Linked DNA regions of Rattus norvegicus: region 2 is linked to region 1. Evidence: chromatin contacts called from public Hi-C data. All regions are on one chromosome and are shown on one strand. The core of a region is the stretch at or near the end of the contact, and the rest is flanking DNA. Distances in the headings are between cores, read along the strand shown.

Region 1 (4,612 bases), core at 1,694-4,193:
AGAACAAGTTTGTTCATTTCAAAGACTAATGAGCACAGGGGTGCTAACCAGCAGGTTGGAGGACTCGGTCATTCGAATGCCTCGAACGCAATCAAGTCCAGGGTGGCAAGAGCATCTTGCATTTCTTTAAGTTTTAACCTGAAAAGGCTCACAGTTCTTTACTTACCAAAAATGTCCACTTTCACTTTCAGCTCTTGAATGTTACACCAAGTCAAAGTATGTTTAGATTAAGAAAATAGGCCACACAGAAGGCATTTAAGGATGGCTGTAAGATTTCTCAACCTTCTCATTCTGCTTTTATTCTGTTTTTGCTCTGTTTAAAGGACCCACATTTTGCTACTTTTTAAATTGATAACTTTTATAAGCCAGACAAATGTCTGAATGGTGAACTGTACTGTGGGCCCAATACATGCTAATTAGATTAGCATGGGTTACAAAGGAGGAAATACTGCTCTCACAAGACTAATATTAAGTAAGTGGTTGTCATTTGAGTTTACACAATGCTTTAAAACACATGATGACAGACCATACACCATCCATCTATTTATCCACATACTAATTGTTTTCTACCCACAATGCACTGCAAATATGGACCACTGTCCTTAGTCCTAAGGGTGAAATGTGGCCACTCCAACTGCTGCCTTCAACGAGTGCTAGAAAGGAAGATAACCTTAAAGGACTCATGATAGGAAATGATACATACCCTTTGACATTAGAACACTTAATTTTAAAGTTATTTCCAAAGCTGGTCTAACAGTTTGTGCTCTCTTACAAATCTGAGGAAAAGCTAAAATTCCACCTCCCAAATGGCCATAACTGAAAGACGGTGACAGGTAATTAAGTATTCTGTAAAATATCAGACTGATGGGATGGGAAAAGACTACATCTCATTAAACCAGAAGTGTCTTACTGTTTGTTTGCTGGGAGTACAGATGTGCCCTCACACCCCTGATACACCCGTAGTTTTTTAGAACCACTTTAAAACTCATCATCATCCGTGAAGTAAGCATATGAACTAGTTTCTGAGTGTGCACAACCGCGAAACCATGACCTGATCTGTATTGGCTGTGGTCATTTGGAGGCACAGACTCCTGATTTATACTTTATTAATTACATATCGAAAGAACTTAGAGTACTGAATCCTGAAGGTACCCCAAGTGACAAGCATGGCTCTCCCAATGCAGAGTTTCGAGTATAGTGGATATAGTACTGTCCCTGTCCCTGTCCCTGAGACTTTACAGACCCAAGAAAACTCAGTTTTCTTAAAGAAACAGGGTCCGGAGGGTGAACCTACTGTCAGCAGAACACGGATGGATGGTAGGAAGGAGATACATTTAACTGCCAAGAAAAACAATGTCTTTCCAATTTTCACACGCATATATATGCATGGTCAGGAATAACTATAAAAGCATTGCTAATTGTCATTAATGAACTTAACAAGCCCCTAAGCTGTCATGGCCGGGAAAAATAGAATCTCATGCTCTAGACTCGGCTCCTTGCTTTGTTGCTTTTTGAATAAGGTCACCCCACCCCCACCCCAATCCCGGTTTTAAAATAAAAGGAAGCCAATACTTTGGTTTTATTTAACGTTAGTAACAGAATGGCATTAAGACTGAAGATTTGGAAAACCAATGGCACTTTGTATATGCTTAAATCTTTAAACATGTCTAGATCTGAAAGAAAAAAAAAAACAAAACCTCTTGCTCAATCCAGTGTACGGTAGACATCTGCTTAATTAAAACAGCTCAGCTTAAGAAGAACAAGGCACTGTATTTCATCATCATAGTCAAACACAGTATACAAAGTTTACCTTTGTAAAAAGGTCTCTGCGTGTACTTCAGCTTGCACAACCGTTATGCGATTGCTACCTAGAAAATTTGTATGAAGATTTTTCAATGCAAGAAAGGTTGTCAAACTAAAGCACCACTCAAGGCAAACCAATACTAGAATGTAGAATAATTCCTCCTCCTCCTCCTCCTCCTCCTCCTCCTCCTCCTCCTCCTCCTCCTCCTCCTCCTCCTCCTCCTCCTCCTCCTCCTCCTCCTGTTCCTCCTTCCCTCTCCTCCTCCACCTCCTTCCCCCCTCCATTTAGTTTCTTTGTTTTTAATTGAAAGTTCACCCAATGTACACTGATCATGGTTCCCTTATCCATATCCTATCTCCCCACCGATCCAACTACAAGCAAACCATTCTGGTTTTACCCGCCAACCAAGCATTTCGGGGTCTTTTTTTGAAAAAAAGGTGCCTATTTTTGTCTCAAGGGTCATACTAAAACTTCTCAACTGCGGAGGAGGAACGCGGGGTGTTGTCTGCTAGCAAAGACAACAAAACAGAACAGGTCATCACAAGCCATAAAGCTAGGGTACCGGTGTAGTGGGTTTGAACCACCTGTCAGGTCAGGTCAGGTCCAAGTGAGAGGAAGTCTTAGTTCTTCAATGGCACTTGCTTTCTGACTCTCCACTCACGTTCTTGAAAAGGTTCGGGGTCTGTCTGCAGCCTTTTCTGGATCATTGAGACTTTCAATTTAGGAACCAACCGTGTGGCTCTTTTCCCTCCTGTGGACCCCGGGACCAGGAGGTGAGCTGAGCTGCACGGCCAGTTACCTCCCTAGGGAGCCCCGGCTGGCTGGCTCTCGTGGCTTCGAAAACTTTCCAGCGCCCGTGCCACGGCGACGGGCGGCAGCTGAGTCGGAGCCCACGCGGTCCGCGCCTCCCGCAAAGAACTTTTCGGAGTGGCGGTGGCTTGTCACTCTCGCTTTCCGACGCGCCTCCCCCCTGGCTCGTGCTCCCGGAGCTCCCTCCTCCTGGCGGGGAACTTCCCTGGAGCCCGCCCGCCCCGCAGTCCCAGTCTCGGCCGCTCGCCGGCCCAGAAGCTCCAAAGAGCGGGTGCCCCTCGCCCGGGCCACCCAGCCGCGTGCCCGCGCCGCCGCCTCTAGGCTTTGCAACATGCTCTAGCGTCGTCCCGCGCACTGAGAACCTCCGATCGTGGGGCGAAGAGGAGCAGGGGACCTGGGGCGTGGAGGAGGGACCCGCAACCTTGGAGTCGACTTTTCGCCGATGGTCCAAAGCGACACGTCCAAGTCGCCTCCCATAGCGGCGGTGGCGCAGGAGAGCCAGATGGAGCTGCTGGAAAGCGCGGCTCCCGCGGGGGCGCTCGGAGCACAGGTAGCCACAGCGCCGCGCCTTCTGCTGGCTTTGTGAGCCTCAGAGCCCCGACCTCCGTCCCCACCCCATCCCCCCCGCAGCCTCCTCTCCCTGATCGCCGACCGCGCCTCCCCCTCCTGCGTTGGTCTCCTCGCCACCTCCTCCCGCCCATCTCGGGGCTGCTGGGGACCCTGCCCCTGCGCGCCTTTCCCCGGCTCTGCTCCGGCTTCCATTTTTTTCCCCCTCTGCTTTCTGAAAAGCCAGTGGTAAGGGGCAAGGACGACCTGCCGCTCCGCCCCGGCTTTTCCCGGGCCGCGCCGCTCGGCCGTCCGCGCCCCTGCCCGGGAGAAGCACATGGAGAGCCATGGACCAGGCGAGTGGACTGGACCGGCTCAAGATCGTGAGTTCGGGCGGGCGGGAAAGGGATCTGTATCCTGCATCGCTCTTTCCGCGGCTGCCTCTGGTGGTCTCCTTTGGAAGCTAGGCGGGGAGGTGGGGTACTATGCGGGGGTCAAGGTGGGCGTGGAACCTTCTGCCTTGTCTCCCGAGCGCAGCCCCAACCCCCTCGGCACCTAGGGGGCTGTGCCACCCAGACAGTTCAACTGTCCCTTTGCCAGGGTTTGCCCGGACCCTTGTACCTTAGCTCTAAGAAGAGAGCAGAGTGTTCGGGATGAGAAAGTTTTTGTTTCTGTTTACCCCGAAATGGCAAGCCATTCTAGCTGCTCCTGGGTCCCTTTCTCTGATGAGCATTAGCGGTTTCTGGAAAAATTCTGTTCCGCTGTTCATTGTGAAATAGGAGATGTTGGTTGTAGGCGTGTGTGATAAGGTGACTTTTACGGAAAGCCTTGGCAGGTACAGTTGGGATTCCAGACACCCCCAGATCTGGGCAGAAAAGAGCAGAAAGGAGTCCCTCAACTTTAATCCTTCAAAACCCTTCAAACCTTACACTTGGGCTAGTTGGAGAGTGCTGGGAAGAGGTTAGGGTGAGTTGGAGAGAATGTTTCTCCTCTGCTTAAGGGCTTTGTCTTGCTGATTTCAAGCCCACATTTGCAAGGTAGTAAATTGTGATGTCTGTGTACATAAATAATACATAACATAAAATACACCGGGACGAGTGCTTACTGTGCAGCAGAGGGGTGGGAGTGGGGCGTTCTGAGAAAGGTCACAAATATGTTGCCGCCACTCTGGCAGTATTTCTGTACTGTGCCAGTGGTAACTCCATGTAGTATAATTCCAACTCTGCTGAGCCCCTATCGTGTGTGTGTGTGTGTGTGTGTGTGTGTGTGTGTGTGTGTGTGTGTGTGTGTATATGCATGCTGCTACTGATTTACGTGTGTTCATGTGTGTACAAGCTGAAAGGTTGCGTGTGCCAGGTCAGAGGTTAAGTTACAGAAGGCCAAGGGGCTCTCTTCTTCAGATATGTGGATCTCAGGAATTGAATTCGGATCTTCAGGCTTTCTGACTAGTGA
Region 2 (4,849 bases), core at 922-3,421, 61 kb after region 1:
TCATTCCTTCTGCAAAGAGAACAGCCAGTTGCCTGTAAAGCACCCCATTGTTTGACCTATACATTTTATCAGACAGAAACAGTCACACTCACAGACCCCCTTTTTCAACTCTTCTCCCCAAGTGATGTCTAAGGAAATGGAGAAATGAGACATGGGCTATAACATCCATTGCCCTTTAACTACAGGGGAATATTCGGATTCTCCTAAGAACTCTGAAAGGCGCACTTACTGGAGTGGAGAGGTGCCCACCATGTGAAATGCTAGCCTGGTTGGCAGGTGTCATAAGAACCGATAACATTTAGTTACGATTCAAAGTTTAAAACTTGCACTTGGACAGGGGCTAGCACATCTTAATAAACACTGTATCCTAGAGCACACTCAGGCTACCAAAGATTAATGTTTGTGATATATTTAGAAAGTATGTGGCACTCAAGTCAATAATATAAATAGTACCATAAACCTTCAAAATTATCTGCTCTTACTCCCTTTACCTTTGGCGTGGTCGTTACTGTTTTCTGTTTGTAATATATTCACTGTGCTTATTATAATGAACAGTGGCAGATTAGGTTGTATAAGACACAGTGGAAAGTTTAACTTCATTTGTGATATGAAAATATTATTGGGATTGGAAAGATGACTCAATGGATAATGTGCTTAGATTGCCAGAACTCAAGTAAAAGTCAGGTGAGTAATTCAGCTCACCTGTACTTCCAGCATTCAAAAGATCAGAGACAGGAGCTCCTGGAGTGAGCTGGCCAGCTAGACAACCTGTATCGATGAGCTCTGGGTTCAGCTAGACAACCTGTATCGATGAGCTCTGGGTTCAGTGAAGGAGCACAACAATGAAGACTCCTGATATCAACTTGAGCCTCTGCATGTACACAGATGCACACCTGAACTCACATGTGTGCCAACCCACATGCAAACACAAATAGATCACACACGTATACATACAAAAGGGAAAACGGTGTCATTGTTCAGTATATTAGGCTGTTTATTACAAATATGTGCAAATTTTATCTGTTCAAAATAGCTTTCGAATTATAAAAGAATCATTACTATGATGAATTTATTGTATTGGCAAAAGAAGAGAGAAAACGAATAGTTTTGATGTCAGGTATGACATTGTGTGTTTGCTGTGTGTGGCAGTGTTCTGAAACACCAAGGTTCTTTTTAAAGCCATGAACTTAAGGAATGATCTGAATAGGAGGCTCATCTTTCTAGTAAGAAGCACTGTAAAAAAAATCACAGCTCAGCACAAGCTGCCTGTCTTATGGAGAAAAGGAGAGTACCTGTCTTATGGAGAACGTCAAAGCAGCCATCTCAAGACAGTGCTTAGGGCAATGACGCAGTGACTCACTGCTTGGTCACTCCATCTGTGAAATTTTCATAGACTGAAATCCCAGCATGAAGAAATCCCAAAGGACATCTCTACTGGCAAAGCTACTTTCACCATTTTAGAGATGCAGGCAATACTGTGTTTTGAGAGAAAGAACACAAGCTTGAACAAATTCTAAAGAATTCTCAACTTGGCAAGTGAACACTCGTGTAGGAACCTGGGGTTGTGTTGAATGCCCAGTAGAATTTCATGGTATGAAACTACTGTTCCTTTAGATGACTGTGAAATCACGGTATCTCAACTGGAAAATGTCCACATTGCGGTGTAACTAAAGTATGCAATGCCAAGCTAATCAAATGTGTTCCGGATTAGCTGCTGGCCCGCTAGATGTGCCATGGGTCTCTTCCCCTTCCGTGGGCCTGGGCTTGGCTTCACCTGAGGGAAAGTGGACATGTTCATCTTACTTCCGTGTCCAGGAAGAACTGCATAGCAAAGCACTCTTCCTTAAAGGCACAAAAAAATGTGGCTTAATTTGTCATCTTTGTGCTCTGGGAAGAACAGTCTCATGGCAAGGCCAAACTCATGATGATCGGTGATGCTCTTAGGTTGACCGGTGTGTTTCTTGGGGAGCTTTCTGTCTTAATGTATGTGTGGTTGTTCAGTTTTCTAGAAAAGTCTTTTCTTAACTCTGCCTGTGTTCAGATTTTATAGCCAGAAATAGGAGTAGGCGTGCGCTTTTCCAGATGGCCTGCTTGCTTTTTTATCAGCTTGGCAGTTTTGTAAGCTCATACCTACATTGGCTGCACTTCGGAGTGTACTACACAGACAATGAAGGAGACCATTTGAAACTGTTAACATGCTGTGTCTGCTGACTTTGAAGTATTCGTACTTTCCCTAGTTAAAAAGAACTGCATATATTAGCCATTCTTTTATTTATATACAGTATGCCCAGACTTTATATTTTGAACTTCTTGTTCTTTAATTAGAGCAATGATGTTGTTCATAGTGTATGTGTGTGTGTGTGTGTGTGTGTGTGTGTGTGTGTGTGTGTGTGTGTGTAGGTGGGATCCAGGAGCTCACACACATGTTAAGCACTAAGTTATTGCAATAGTTCCAAAAAAATTTTAAAGGGCAACACAATACAGTCTTTTATAATCTTAAAAATTTGTGTTTCCAAAATTATTATTTTTCTTGATCTCTTTCTGAGCTGACTATTACTTTGGTAAACATAACAAGGTTCACAATATATAATCTGAAGAAATATGTTTTTACAACTTTCATTTGGGGCTAAGGATCTAGCTCAGATAAAGTCCTTGCTCAGAATACAGCACTGGGCTGGGAGCAGATCTTTTTTAAAGTTACAAATATTAAATTAGTTAGAGCCATTGAGATGATTCACCCTTACCACCAAGCCTGACAACCTGAGTTCAATCCCTGGGATTCGTGCAGTGGAAGGAGAACAACCAGATTTGAAGTTGTCCTCTGACCTCTACACATACACACAGACAGATAAATAAATGTAATAAATTTTAAATATTAAACTAGCTTGATGTGCAGATGAGAGTATATGGTTTTGTTATGGGCAGAAGGTTAGAAGTTCTTTGGTCTGTGACTGGAATGAGAAATGAACAGGGAAAAAAGCCAGTTTTCTTATGCTGCCAGAACCAAAACTCATTTCTCAGGGGAGTTTTGTTAAAATTGGAGAAAGATTCCTCTCTGTGAAGAGAGGCCATTGTGTGGCCCTCAGCTTAAAAGCTGATTGGCCCTCTTATCTTACATTCCTGGGCTCCAACTGATATCATAACGGGGATGGGACCTAGTAGGGAAGTGTCAGGCTTATAGATTGTCCTGAAATACACCCCAGTTGGTGACTGCATTCAGTTTTAAGCCATTCTGTGTTGAATAGAGAGAAATGCGTGAGAAAAAGAGAGATAAAGAGGAAGGGAGGGAAGAAGGGAGAGAGGAGATAGAAAGAGGGATGGAGAGGGGGAGGGGGAGGCACACTTATAAAGCTTCAACCATGGGGATCAATCTCACATCTACTGACTAATACTGCACACTCTGCCCTTTGTATAATCACCTCAAACAAAGGTGAAGATGTTCTCCCCATAGAACGTAGGAACTGGCAGGCTTCTGGTTGGATGTAAATCTCTAAAGGCAATAACAAGAGTCGTATGTAGTTATGGGTCTGGACTTGAGTGTTATAGAAAACCTCTGGTTGTGTGTTGGCTCTGCTGCTGCATATGAACTTGGTTGTTCCATGTCTTAGGCTCAGTTTCCTTGTTTGAGAATGTGGTATAGTCAACAACCCTCCCTCCCAGATTTGCTGTTAGTATCAAGTATAGTAAGACCAATGTGCTGTTATTAAGGCTCCAAAGTCTAAAAGTAACTACTATATCTCATCTTTGTCCAGATGAGGGCAATTATATGCTCTTAAAATAGCTGAAATGTAATAACTTAATTATAACTAACTCTCTCTCTCTCTCTCTCTCTCTCTCTCTCTCTCCTCCCCCCCCTCATACATATACTTATAGCCAGTGCTGAGTGACCAAACAGGGCTTTTAGAAATGTTAGCAATGTTCAACCGGTGAAGCATACATTTTAAGCGCAGTATGTAAAGTAGAACACTAGAGTTGATAAGCAGCATAGTTTTTGGACGCAGAGCATGTGCGTGGGATCATTCATCTGCCACCTCTTCTGCACACCTCTGGACAAATCCAGATTGTTCACTGTTTGCCACTTGCTCTACCCTTGTGTACAAATGGGCATTACTGTAGTAAGGACTCATGCTTATGGAGTTGTGAGCATTGAATGGCACAGGAAACGGGCTGTGTGTGGAATGGCTTTTGTGTTAGTTACTTTTCTTGTCACTGGGATTAAAATACATCTCCCTTCCCTTCCTCCTACCTTTCTTCCCTCCCTTCCTCCCTTCCTCCCTCCCTCCCTCCTTCCTTCCTTCCTTCTTTCCTACCTTCCTTCCTTCCTTCCTCCCTCCCTCCCTCCCTTCCTTCCTCCCTTTCTTCTTTCCTTCCCTTCTTTCATTACCATGAATTTGTTCATGTCCTGAATTTCTCTAGACCCTGCTTTGCCAGCCTTCCTGACTTCTTGCATATGTATAAAATGTTATCCTAGCAGACTGAATATCTGCCAACAACTCAAGCCCCAATGGGATGGACAGATGGATACCTGGGTCACATCTGGAGTGCCTTTGCCTTTGCCTTTGCTCAACAGGAAGCTCTGCTTCAGGCTTCAGTACAATGGCTGAGTTGTTAGAGCATGCACACTTATTAGATGATGATGATGATTATTATTATTATTATAATTATTATTATATTTTCCCCAAATATGTATAGCATTTTTGCACTCCAGACAGCAGAACATGAGTTCTTGTTCTTCTGTTTCATTGTGGAGCAGACTTGAAGAGATCAGTATTTTGACATGTATGTGTACATGTTCATGTGGGTGTGTGCACGTGTGTAGTGTATACACATGTGCATCTGTGCACGGAGG

The links. Hi-C and Micro-C count contacts between places; a contact is called where the count stands out from the background.
Region 2: a Hi-C map of frontal cortex shows a contact between it and region 1, with 2.0 times the contacts expected there. The contact joins the enhancer-like site here to the promoter of Cacnb2 in region 1. A contact is called at or near these places in 2 of 12 Hi-C or Micro-C datasets (Schwann cells and frontal cortex) and 1 of 1 datasets of contacts at active chromatin or transcription factors (oligodendrocytes).

Annotation. Positions count from the first base shown.
Region 1 is chr17:82,470,272-82,474,883 of GRCr8, forward strand. It overlaps Cacnb2 (calcium voltage-gated channel auxiliary subunit beta 2), which reads left to right and starts at 2,944. Exons shown (of 14, transcript NM_001398773.1): 1 at 2,944-3,164. The coding sequence starts at 3,057.
Region 2 is chr17:82,531,625-82,536,473 of GRCr8, forward strand. The region is part of intron 2 of Cacnb2 (calcium voltage-gated channel auxiliary subunit beta 2); the gene reads left to right. Among named protein-coding and RNA genes, the nearest start is that of Cacnb2, 61 kb to the left of the region's middle. Within about 2 kb of position 2,172, at least 18 of the 93 cell types and tissues checked have an H3K27ac peak or open chromatin away from gene starts, as enhancers often do.